Linked DNA regions of Capra hircus: region 2 is linked to region 1. Evidence: chromatin contacts called from public Hi-C data. All regions are on one chromosome and are shown on one strand. Each heading gives the region's core, a stretch centred on a gene start, on an enhancer-like site or on the middle of the called end of the contact. The rest is flanking DNA. Distances are from core to core; before and after follow the strand shown. Region 1 holds the start of RGS3 (regulator of G-protein signaling 3). Region 2 overlaps RGS3 (regulator of G-protein signaling 3).

Evidence for each region. A called contact is a pair of places that touch in the nucleus more often than the background predicts.
Region 2: a Hi-C map of blood shows a contact between it and region 1, with 1.9 times the contacts expected there. The contact joins the enhancer-like site here to the promoter of RGS3 in region 1. A contact is called at or near these places in 4 of 5 Hi-C or Micro-C datasets (blood and liver).

What each region holds. Positions count from the first base shown.
Region 1 is chr8:102,395,110-102,401,630 of ARS1.2, forward strand. RGS3 (regulator of G-protein signaling 3) reads left to right here and starts at 3,108. Exons shown (of 23, transcript XM_018052634.1): 1 at 3,108-3,179.
Region 2 is chr8:102,521,782-102,528,300 of ARS1.2, forward strand. All of the region lies in intron 19 of RGS3 (regulator of G-protein signaling 3), which reads left to right. Among named protein-coding and RNA genes, the nearest start is that of RGS3, 130 kb to the left of the region's middle. Within about 2 kb of position 2,945, at least 3 of the 5 cell types and tissues checked have an H3K27ac peak or open chromatin away from gene starts, as enhancers often do.

The DNA.
Region 1 (6,521 bases), core at 1,858-4,357:
TTGAATGAATCATGAATTTACTGCTGGATTTGATTTGCTATTATTTTATTTAGGATTTCTGTGTCTATATTCATAAGTCAGATTGGCCTAGCAGAGATTTCAAACTAGTTATAGGACATAGATATATTTCATTTGACTAACATGATATTTAAAAAAGATTTGAATTGTCAATATTAAAAAATTAGGAAATATATTAAAAATTAGATATTTCTGATTTTTCCTTTAAAAAAGGAATGTGGCAAAACTGAGAGGATGTGGGCCTAGTTTTGTCACATTTTTAATAGATCTTCTTTTTCTATGTTTTCTATTTTATTAATTTCTACTCTTGGTTTTATCTTTGGCCTTTGGTCTGTAGTTTGCTGCTGCTAACCTTATCTGGTTTTTGTCTTTGCTTAGCTTCACATCTGGAGAAGGCAATGGCACCCCACTCCAGTACTCTTGCCTGGAAAATCCCATGGATGGAGGAGCCTGGTAGGCTGCAGTCCATGGGTCACTAAGGGTCGGACACGACTGAGCGACTTCATTTTCACTTTTCACTTTCATGCATTGGAGAAGGAAATGGCAACCCACTCCAGTATTCTTACCTGGAGAATCCCAGGGACGGGGGAGCCTGGTGGGCTACCGGCTATGGAGTCGCACAGAGTTGAACATGACTGAAGCGACTTAGCAGCAGCAGCCTCATATCTAGGGCTGACAAATCTTCCAGCATTTTTTATAGTTCTGAAAAAGTTTTAAACTACAGAGGCATTATCTGTTTCTTGAAGGTCTAAGAATTGTTTTCTAAAACTATCTGTTGTTTAATCATGTCCGACTCTTTTGTGACCCTGTGACTGTAGCCTGCTGGGCTTCTCTGTCCCTGGAATTTCCCAGGCAAGAATACTAGAGTGGGTTGCCATTTCCAAGTCTTCTATAATTTTGTCAGGTAGGTTTTTTATTCCCTTTTCTATTTTATCTATGGATAGTGATCTATTAAAAATTTCAAATTCTTGTATCAATTTTAACAATTAATACTTTCTTGAAAAGCATCAGTTCTCCCCCAGATTTTCACATTTACAAATAAGGTTGTGATGGTTTTCTCTTATAATTTAAAGTATTACTTTTGTATCTTGGCTATCTCTCTCTTTCCTAAACTTGCTTCTTTATAGCTTTCTTTGTTTTGCCAGAATTCTGTTCTTTGAAAAGAACCAGGCCATGGTTTTATTGTTGAAGTCTATTTTCTAAAGATAAGTTTCAACTTTAACCTTATTATTTCCTTTTAAAATTTCATCTGCATTAGCTGTTCCACTTTTAACTTTTTAAAATGTCTTTAAAGAATTTTGAAAATTGTTCTTGTTTTCTAAATCAAATCATGTTTTCCCTGAACTTTCTACTCTATTCCATTGATCTGTCTTCTTTCTATTTTATTTTAAGACTATTTAACATCTGGTAGTCTTTATCCCCTTTATTGTTATTTTTCAAAATTGCTTTGAATATCAGGTCAGATGATATCTTAAAGGCACTAGGTTTCTTTGATAGCTAATGTGAAAATGCACCCAAATAAATCTCTCTAGTCTCTTCCATCCAAACACGAGAAGTCCTTATTTTTCTAGAAACGGAGTCAGTCTTAAAAATATCTATAATCAATCTTTATATGTGGGTGTGGTGTATGTGTATAGGACATTTAAGTGGTGTGTGTGTGTGTGTGTGTGTGTGTGTGTAGCATGTGGCTGTGCACTTGTGTATGTCCAGAGATATGATTGTATATATGTGTGAGGTGTGTATGTGGTGTGTGTATCTATGCGGTATATTTGTATATCTGGTGTATTTGTGAATGTACATCAGAAGTGTTATGGTAGGGGTGTGTGTGTGCAGTGTTTACATTGTGTGTGTTTAGTTTGTATGTGTGGAGTGTGTATAAGTATAAGAGGGATACTGAGGCCCATGGCCAGGGAGAGCTAGAGTGTTCAGGGCACGTCTCAAAGCCAGGCCTCATTCTCACACTCCCTTGCCATTTTGGAGAAAGCAGGGCCACAAATGGCAACCCTTTCTGGACATCCCGTGTCGACCGCAGTGTGGGTTAAAGGGCCAGTGTCTCTTGCAGTGCTGCTGCCCAGGCTCCGCCCACTTCTGTCCTCCCCCTCCTGAGAAAAGAACAACCTTCCCCTTTAAGAGAAGGAAGCTTCATTGCTCTACTAAAGGAGTTAGATTAGTATCAGAGTGGCACTGGGGTCTCCCAGCTAAACAGGTTAGTTGCTGACGCGGCAGGAGTCATGAGGGAAACTGTGAGGCAGCAGGACCTTGACCCCAGTGGGGGTGAAGGGCCCCGTGTGGGCCTCCGTCTTTTCTCCCCCAGGTCGCATACGGATAATGTAAGTCTGCCCAGCCCTCCTGCTGGCTGTACCTTAGTACCTCTAAGATGTCACCTGGTCTGATATCTAAAACAATTTGGAAAAATAATAATAGAGGGGGACTAGGATTTACTGGGGCTTTCCAGGTAGCGCTAGTGGTAAAGAACCCACCTGCCAATGCAGGAGACATGAGATGTGGGTTTGATCCCTGTGGTGGGAAGATCCCCTGGAGAGGGCATGGCAACCCACTCTAGTATTCTTGCCTGGAGAATCCCCACGGACAGAAGAGCCTGGTGGGCTACAGTCCATGGGGTCTTGAGGAGTTGGACACAACTGAAGCGACTTAGCACACACACATGCATGCAGGACTTAACAGATGTTAAATAGTCCTAAAATGATGTAGAAAGAAGACAAACAGCTCAATGGACCGGAATAGAATGTGCACCTGCCGGTTGCTCACAGCTTCCTGAGGTCAAGGTGGTCTTCCCTAGTGCAAGTGGTCCCTGGCAGAGCTTTGAAGGGGCCACTGTCCCCTGGGCTCGTCACTTTTCCCTTCATGGACTTCCCTTTCCCCAGGCTCTGGAATACCATACTTTCTAATTCCTACTGGAGTGAACCCCTCTCTCAGGGACGTCCTCAGGCCATGTCATGCTCCCATCTTGCTTCCACAGGTCCTCAGCACTTTCAGCCTCAGTGTCTTGTCTGCATCCTATGGCTTGAGCCTAAACTTGCCTATTTTCCCTGGCTGCATGGAGTGGCAGAGCCCGGATATCTCCCTGGCCAGAAAGGATGCCTGGACTCAGACTTCCCCAGCCAGGAGAAAGATCAGGCCCACTCAAGTCCAGGATGCAGGTAAGTCTGTCTACCACTGGGCTGGGGCCAGGGAATCGGCTTGTCCCTGCTATGGGCAGTGCTCAACAAGTGGGTGTGGAGAGAGAGGAGAAAGGGCTTTATAATGAGCCAGGATTCACATGATCCGCTGGCCGTTACGTGAGTCATTTGCAGTTGACCACTAGTTTGTAGATTTCTGGGCTCTTCTCCAGTTTCTCCTCCCCGCTGGTGGCCAGTTGGCCCTGTGGCATCCAGTTTCCTTACCTGCCTCAAGAAGGCAGGTCTGCTACCCTCTCTTGCCATTGGCCATGGGGCAGGCATGGAGACCAAGGAAGAACAGAAGGAGGATGGTCCTTGGGACCAACAGGCCTGGGCTCAACTTTCAGCTCTGCCAACCCTGGACAAGTCATCTGTTCTCTCTGTGTGAGATTCAGATTTATCCCTGGTGAATTGGAGCTAATACTTCCTAGAGTAACTGGTAAAGATTAACCGAGAAGATGGCTGTAAATTGTACAGCTCAGCCACTGGCGCTACGTCCTCAATACATAAAGCTTTTTTCTCCACTTTCTCTCTTGCATCCCCCCCATCTTGTCTTGAGTGGCTCAGTGAGTCACAAATATCCATTTGGCAACTTGCAACACTCCCCATTTTTAGATTTACATAAGACCAGCAGCTTTCTCTCCCTCAGCAGCAACAGAGGGTTGCAGAGTAGATGTCTTGGTGTGAAACTCCTCCCAGAGGCATCCCATGCATGTTTGCCGACAAAACAGCACAGGGGCTGACCCTCCTTCCAGCTCTGCTTCCTCCCACCACTCGGGAGATTCAAAGGGCCTATCCCTCCACGTGGGCTTCGCAGTGGTAGAGAATCCGCCTGCCAATGCAGGAGACGTGGGTTCGATCCCTAAGTCAGGAAGATCCCCTAGAGTAGGAAATGGCAACCCACTCCAGTATTCTGGCCTGGAAAATCTCATAGACAGAGGAGCCTGGCAGGCTAGTCCTTGGGGTCCCGAAGAGCCAGATACTACTGAGCACATCCACACCCCCCACGCACCATACTGTGCATTTCTGTCCTCTCAGGTGCTAGGGGCCTGTCCTCCTGTCTCCTGGCACCAGGCTGCAGATGGTGGGCCATGAGGCTGGCTGGAGGAAGCTGCTCTGGTCTGGACCTGTGCCAGGCTGCTCGCATCCAAGAGAAGGCTCAAGAAAGAGATAGAGGGGCTGGGGTCAGGGAAGGGGCCTGCAGCCTGGCTGGTGGTGGTGGTGGGGGGCAGGGGGCGGTGGGTGGTCAGGGGTCCAAACGTGCAGAAAATTTTTTCAGTTCCCACTGCATTGGGCCAGGAGTGTGCTCCTCTGTCCTTGCTTAGGGAGGGTGATTACTGGTCTGAACTTCAAAGCATGTTGAACCTGGCTAATTGCTGGTCTGAGGGTGCCAGGCGTGGGCAAGTCAGGAGTCGCCGGCCGGCATAGGGCTGGTACTTGCAGCCCAGCCCGGGGCGGAGAGCCCCGATCCCCGGTAGGGTCGTCCGTCCACGGCTCCACCTGGAGGACCGCGGTCCCTGGCCTGTCCCGGCCACCGTGCTGCTGTTGCAGAGGGCCCGCGGTCGCCTCCTTCCCCTCTGCCCGCGGCGGCTCGGTCAGGTGGAAATCTCCCCATTCAAACCCGCGCGGGCCAATCAGAACCCGGCGCGCCGCCGGTTCAAACGTGTGCTACAGCTGGTCTCCCGCCTGGCGGCAGCGACACTGGTGCAGGGGCGGGTAAACCTGCTGCCTGGGTTACTGGGAGCAACACAGACGCCTCGAGTTACAGGCGCCCTCTCCCTGGCCCGGCCGGAGCGGAGCCGCCGCCATGGAGCGCTCCCTGCACCGCGTCTCCCTCGGGAGCCGGCGCGCCCAGCCGGGCTTGTCCTTCTATCTCACCACCTTTGGTAAGTGCGCCGCCCGAGGTGGCTTCGCTCTGCCCGCATGCCCAGAGAGGGCAGCTCCCTAGGGGGTAGGTGAGGCCGGGAGCACCTGCCTCCTGTGGTCATCCAGGAGGGGCTCAGGGCACAGGCTCAGGCCGAGCAAGCCTCTGGACACCACCTGCTGCTTGGCCATTGGTGTCCAGGGTAGTTGCTGCTGGCCCTCTTGGCTGGAATAATCGTTCCCAGTTAATACTTGAGAGATTTGGTCTGCCACTCTGAGTTTCCCATTAGCGAGCTGCTCAGCGTTAAATCAAGGTCTTGTTACTATATCTTGAGATCTGGGTCCTCTTTTCTTTGGCTCAGGGACAAGACAGGTGCAGGTCAGCCCAGGGGGCCTTGGCTTCCTGCGGGCTCACCTTGGGCGCAGCAGTGTGGTGGCTCCCGTGGACACCTGACCCTCAGCAGGGGTGGAAGGATTCTCTCCTCCAGGAGTTACCTGGCTCTCAGAAGGTTCACAGGGCTGCCCTGGGGACTGGAGGTAGAAAGAAGTGGGCAGTAGGCACTTGCTCCCAAACCCCTAGATAGCACAGCCGAGTTCCCCCATTAACAGCGGGGCAGCAACCTTCCCAATGGTCTGGGCAAAGCCAGCTCCCAGAGTCCCCAGAGTGAAGATAATTAGCCCTGATCTAAGATGCAGCCCTTCGCAGCCCTTGTCTCCTCACTGGTTCTGCAGCTGTGTGGGGAGGGAGTTATATCTCCTCTCTGAAGACTTGAGATATAGAGACGAAGGTCTCCCAGTAAGCCAGTTGGTGCCTAAGCTCAAGCCTTCTGAGATGCCATGTCTAGAACATTAAAAAACAAACAAACAAACTTCAAAACAGATTTTTTTTTTTAACACCAAAAGCATTTTGTATTGGGATATAGCTGATTAACAATGTTGTGGGAGTTTCAGGTGAATAGTGAGGGGATTCAGCCATACGTGTACATGTACAAGACAACTTTTATACAATTTTCTTTATGAAGGATGAAGTAGTTAGCACAACGTAAGTGGACTTTGCCCACATTTCAAAGACAGGGCACCGAAGGAGTTACACCCTCCCTGGGGTTCTGGCTCTCCTATTGAGAGGCTTACCTCTATCAGTACACTTGGGTGTTCACAATCTGCCTCTTCTCTAGAGGCAGGAGTGACGGAAAAGCAGTGGCTTGGCCCCTAGGAATGACCTGCGATCTGGCATCTTGGAATTCATGCGTCCAGTTGGTACACGGTAACAGTAAGAGGAATTAACTTGCCACCGTTTACTGCATGCTTCTCTTTCGCCATGCCACATGCCAAGTGCTTTCCCTCTGTCATCCCATTTAAGCCTCCCAACTGCTAGAGGCCGTTCTCGTGAACCCCATGGGGAGGTGGGGCTGTACCAGGCAAGGGAGGCTTCTGGGATGATCTGAGTTGGTGGGGCTGGGA
Region 2 (6,519 bases), core at 1,695-4,194, 130 kb after region 1:
TGAGGGTGAGCCCAAAGAGCCTGCGGCTTCCCTGGTAGCTCAGACAGTGAAAAGAATCTGCTTGCAATGCAGGAGACCCAGATTCCATCTCTGGGTTGGGAAGTTCACCTGGAGAAGGGAATGGCAACCCACTCCAATATTCTCACCTGGAGAATTCCATGGACAGAGGATACAGTTCATGGGGTCACAAAGAGTCAGACACGGCTGAGCTACTAACACTCTCACTTCACTTTCTAAAGAACTTGGTGCCTAATGTCATTAGTCTAGGCGCCAGGCAAATGCTGTGGAGGTGCTAACAGTCAGTGTGGTGCAAGGTGTTGTTATGACAACTATTGTGAGGCTGAGGGGGGTGCGGGGAGGAGAGACCCCAGGACAGAGGGCCACCAGGCAAGGCTTCTAGCAAAAGATGCTCCTCCGCTTGGCTTTGAAAGTTGAACAGGTTTAGAATAAACAGAGAGGATGAGGTAGGCATACTGTGAAAGAACATGACCTGGACTAAACTCTGCAGAAGTTAATTTAGCTAGAACAAGAGATTTCTAAAGTTCATGGATGGCTGATGCATGACATGCATGCTGCCATTCCTGCCTCCAAACCTGTGGCAGACATGACTAATGGATTTCAGCACACTTCCCCACCAAATTGAGACGTGGCCTCAGAAGCCTCTGCAGCTTCTCAGCCACTAGCAATAAGGCTGCTCAGCACGAGGGATAACACCTTCTGCTGAAAGGTGCCTATGCTGGAAGGGAAGGTTGGGGCCCTCCAGAAAAGGGCCTTAAACTTTGTGTCCAGGAATTAGAACTAAATTCCAAAGGCAAGGGGACAGGATCTATTTCCTCATCTGTAAGTGCTGTTGATGTGCTCTGAAATCATCAGGGGATAGGTCATTAATATATAGATTTCTAATTCCCCTCCCTAGAAACTGGAATCAGAATTTCCAGGGGGCAGTGCCCAGACCCTGCGTTTTAATCCAGTCCCTCAGGGATTGGGACATTTCCCTTAGTTTGAGTATCACCATCTAAGGCCATTTTTTCGGAGGCAGTTTCTATAGGGAGGAGTCCAGATCTCTGTCCTACTGAAGTGAGGCTTCAGGCCAACTCAGGCCAGGCCTGGACATTCTCTTCTGCGGCTGAGGTCCAAGGACCCACACCCACCTTGGGCCTCCCAATCTCACTGTCTCCACCAGACCCTTCCAAGTTCTGTCCCATCTGCTCTTGCTCCAGTACAGATGTTTATATACAGATACATTCATACACATTCTCACATACATTTCTAGTTCCCCAAACCAGTTGATCTCAGCTCCAATTTGGGGGCAGATATTTCCGCCTGGTAGTCCAGCATGCTTAGGCCAGCTCTCTCTCCTGTCCCAGCTTCCTCCTTTGGGAGCTGAAGGTTCCCACTGGCATCCTCCCACCCCCCCACCCTCTTTTGGCCTGTTGCCTCCTTTCTTGGTCTTGAGTGACTAGCTGGCAGGGACCTCAGAGGCTGCCACCCTACCACTTGGCTTCTGCTTGCCAGGCCTTGAGTCCTTCAGCATTGTTCATATCCTTCTCCTTCCAGACAGCCAGCTTCAGTAAGAAGCTAACCCTTGTCAAGGGGAAGTGCGGTCTAGGCTGGAGAGAGACCCTGGTGTCCTCTTCCATCCCTCACAGGCGGGGGGACTTGGACAAATCCCTGCCCTTCTCTGAGCCTCAGTTTCCTTATCAGTAAAATGGGTATTATGAGTACATAGTACCTCTATCATAGGGTTACTGGGAAGATTAAAGAGCCTGACTTGGGTTAAGCGTTCAGAAGAGTGCCTGGCACTCAGCTCCTGCTGGGTCCTCCATAAAGGGGATCATGCTGACGACAATGGTTGTGATGAGAAAAAGGAGGACAGCAAGAGCAGTAGCAGTCCTCCCAGCCCCCCACCACCCCCGCCTTTCTAGCCTTCACAGCACTGCTGCAAGCTGGGACCAGTTGTACTCATCTCACAGTGGGGAGTCTGAAGCCTAGGGAGAAGGGTTTGTCCCAGGCCACATGACGATGGAGCTGGACAGTGGCCTCACCTTGTCCAGTCCTCTCTGAGCCCGTCCTAAACCCTGCACACCCCTAGCAGGTGAGGGGCAGCGGGTTGGGGACTGGCAGCTGGGGGAGGCGGCAGGTTTTCCTGTGACTTCCATTTTCCCGGTTTGGGCCTGGCTTTTCAGGGAGGGTCCATGGATGCCAACTAACCACAGTTTCCAGGCAGAGCCAGGCAGGAGGTGAAGAGGAGAGGGGTGAGGTCTTCAGGCTGTGGAGTCAGACAGACTGGGTTCAGTCTCAGCTCTGCCTCCTCCCTCCTGGTCTTGAGACCTTGGCCAAGTTACTGAGCTTCTTTTTTTTTTTTTTCCTGAGCTTTGATTTTCTCTTATAAAACAAGAGTGGCTAAGTCTTCAGGGAGTTGCCCCAGGGATTCAAGACAACTGCAGTATATTGACAGCTCTGTGCCCACAGTAGTGATCCTGTGATACAATGAGACCCAGGAGGGCCAGACAGAGCTCCTGTGGCCTTCGGCCAGTCATTGTGCTGCCGTGTGGCTAAACCGAGGCTGGCCATAGTGCAATCTGTCACAGAGGCAACAGTTACCCCTCCCCGCTGCTGTGTTTAGGAGTATCTGAACCAGACAGACCTGAGAGATGGAGCACTCGGCCAGGATCATCTTACGGGTGGGCTGCCTGAGGTCTAGAGAAGAGAAGATCCCCTGGGGTTATCCCATGGGGTATCCTGAGGCTGGCTGGCTCTTGCGCTGGGTTGAGTTGTCCCACAGTGCCCTCTGCTGCCAGACCCGCACCTTGCCAGCTGCTCCCAAAAGGGTCCAGCAGGACAGATTTTCTGGGCCTGTGTCTGTCCTTTTCCTGGGGGCCAGGGACACTCCAAGAGCATCTGTGAATTTCACCCCAGCCTGGCCTGGCTCAGCCCAGAATCATGGGCCCTTCCTTGACAGCAGGGAGAAGAGGCTGCGGCCCCTCCCTGGCGGTGCTTCCTTCTCCCTCCTGCAGGAAGCCAGCTTGGGCAGAGGCTGCCAGGGGAGGGTGCCTGCCCTGCTGCCCTAAGTTTCCCATCTAGGCTGTGGTTCAGACAAGGGAGCCCCTAAGACGCCTTCCAGCTCCAAGGCATGATAGCATCTTCCAGCCTCCTGCCTGCAAAAAGCCTAAAGGATTCGTTCCTCTGTCTAAACAAATAAGTGTAGAGTTTAGTCCCAGTGTTTCTGCAAAGTTCCATGTGGTCTGCCAAGATGGTCTGGGTCAGAGAGAGGAGCCAGGTATGGCCACGTGGCCCCAGAAGTCAGGTCAGGACCAGCAGGGGGAATCAGGTGAGGCCCTGCTTATAGGAGACCCCTCGGTCATGGGTGGGGTCTGCAGCCAGACCTGAAATTTTTTTTGCTACTGGCCAGCTCCGAGAGCCCAGGCAAATAGAAATAGCAACCTACTTCAATACTCTTGCCTGGAAAATCCCATGGACAGAGGAGCCTGGCAGCCTGCAGTCCATGGGGTCACAAAGAGTCAGACATGACTGAAGTGACTTAGCACACCTCTGGGCCTCAGTTTCCTCAGCTGTAAACTGGGGGGAAAATAACAGCAAAAAGCTCTTAGAATTGTTGAGAAGGTTAAATTAAAGTATGACACAGCACTGTAGCACATTGCCTGGCACGTAGTGAGTAACAGCTCTAACCACTAAAAAAATATAGTCACAACCTGAAAGCAGAGACTTATTTAGTTCAGTGGGAATGACTCCAAGCCTGGGAGATAGCATCTTAGTATATCTGAGAAAACTGCTCCAAGGAGACAGGAGGGGAAGTCAAGCTATATACAAGTTTGCAGACAGTCTGAACATCAAAGATCAAGTTAAGAAATTTAGCATTCTATGTATGGGAAGATGCAAACCTCTGGGCTCACTGAATTCATTCCTTGCGTGTGCACCTCAGCTGACTGGGGCCGATCCTGTTTCATTAGGAGTTGGCAGATGGCTGCTTCTTGCGTTCCCCAGCTCCTCAGAGTCAGTGTTGGTGGTGGTGTGTGTGTGTGCTGGGGGGGTGGGCAGCATCCCCTGGCCTGCAGTTTCGGGAGCCCTCGTTCACATTTGGAGGCCAGAGATCACTGATGGCTGTGACATTTCTTGTTTATTGATATGGCAGGAGACAGTCTCAGTTCATACCACCATAGCTACAAGTCATCAAGCACTTCTGCAGGTGTTCATTAATCCATGTAACACCCCTTTGAGAGGTCCAGTTACTATCCTCATTTTACAAATAAAAAAACCGAGGCACAGAAAAGGGATATAATTTGGCTCAAGTTGATTAGCTAATGAGTGACTGAGCTAGGATTCAAATCCAGGCAGTTTAGCGTTTAACTCTTAACCGTGACTATTGTAATAGTCATAATAACAATATAAACAGTAATTATTCCTCCATTCCCCGGAGGTGGCCCAGTGGGAACTGGGCGGGCCTCAGGGACTGTCTGGAGTGAAGGGCTGGCTGAGTGGTCCTGGGTTCGTCTCCAGTCACCTTTCAGCACGGAGGAGCCAAGGAGCAGCGCAGGGGAGTAGATGGGAAGGAGAGACGCTTTGTGTGCTGAGCCTCAGGCAGGCCTCACTGCAGCTCCCGGAGACAGGAAGCTTGGGGGCCACGCTGAGCCTGGAAATCCAAGCCCTGACTTTCCATCTCATCTCTTTCTGGCACACAGCACCCCTGTGGGGCGTGGGTTTCGCTGACTATTTTGGGGGCCGACCCCCAGGGCCTGAGCTCCCCGGCCCCTCTCTCAGGCTGATTGATGAGAGCCGGCCCTGGAGAAGATGACCCCCTCCCAGCAGTGGAAGGAAGAGCCTGGTTCCCAGCAGTGCAGAGCCTTGGGGTGGCAGGCGGGCGGGGCGGGAGTGGTCCCCAGGCCCATTGTGTGGGGCCGATAAAGTGCGGAAGCTGAGGTTAAATGGGAGGAAGCCCAGCGCTCTGGGCCCTTTCCCACGGGTGGGGGCTTCAGGCCTTGCCTGGCCAGGCCAGACAACTGTGACCTGTGTGCAAGGGCTTGGCACTGACAGCAAAATCACTGGGCGCTGAATGCTGGCAGCCCCCAGTGCCTGAGGGCGCCCTGTGTACCAGTCGGGCCTTGGGGGCCCAGACTTTATCCTGGTGAGCCTCCCAACAGCAGGGTGATGCCTCTGCTGGAGCTAAAGTAGCTGAAACTGAGAAAGCCTGGGAACGTCTCCAAAGTTAGTGGAGGCAGCATCCATACCCAGGCTGCAAACTGTAGATCCAGAGTCCCGTGCCATGGCTGGGCGTGTGCCTGTGTGTGCACGTACACATGTGTTTACAACCTTGGTGGGGCAGCGTTCTCAGGAAAGAGGTGGAATTTCCCCTGAGTTGTTCATTGAAAACCTTCAAAATGTGTCCCGTCCTTGCATCCGAGTAGCAGCATCCTCTGGTGGAGAAACATAGGCCTTAAATTCAGACAGACCTAGATTCTAGCTGTCACGTAAACGCTGGGTGTCCTTGGGCAGATGACTTAACTTCTCTGAGGTTCTGTTTACTTTTATGGACTTACTCTGAGATTAATGAGACAGTGTCTGGATAATGTCCATTCTGAGGTCTGGCCTATAGCATGAACTCCATGAATGAAGCTATAACTCATCCATCCATCCATCCATCTCTGGGTCGTTGCCCCACTGAAGCTGGTAGCTCCGGCTATATCTGGATTAAGCCCGCTTTTCTTCCCAGGATTGAGAACACGGTATTTTAAAGTTCAGCCCATTTTCTTTATTTTACAAATGAAACTGAGATCCAAGGTGTGACTCGCAAGGAGTCAGAGTGAGAGTCACACCTGGTGGCCTTCCGTCTTGTCTTAGGATGTCTCAGCCGCAGCTATTCCAACATCTCAATGCATTTCCTGTGCTTCTGCTCTGGGGTGGCACTGTAGGGGTCTGATTTCTTCAGGGGGAGGATGGACACACAGAGGCAGGGGAACAGAAGGCAGCCCCAGGAGAGACGGTGGGAGTCTGGAGTGGTGTGGAGGAGAGGAGGGGTGGCAGGCTGGGAGGGTGTCAAGATTGGGCACAAGAGGAGAAGGCCTTCCAGGAAGGGGGCACAGCGTAAGCAAAGGGAAGCGGGGTGGAGGTAGGGCAGGGCAGAGTCTGGGGGCTCAGTGGAATAGCAGGAAATAAAATTGCAGGCCGTTAATCAAGCAGTGAAGCCTTCAAGATACATCCTTCCCAACCTGCTTTCCCTCTTTTGATTCATTCATTCATTCAAGTATTTCTTGAGCTCCTAACATACACCAGGCCCAATCAAGGTGATCTAGACAGAGGTGAAGGCAGACAAAGGCCCTGCTCTTGGGAACTCACACTCCAGTAGAGGAGACAGATCGGATAGAAGCCATGTTGGATGCAGCGGGGACCTCAAAGGGGTAAAGAGGGCACAACCTTGGTCTAGGAGTCAAGGAGGGCTTCCTGGGTGAGGAGGCATTTAAGCAGCTTACCTGAGGTCTAGGTCTTTGCTGAGGCTGGGTCTTG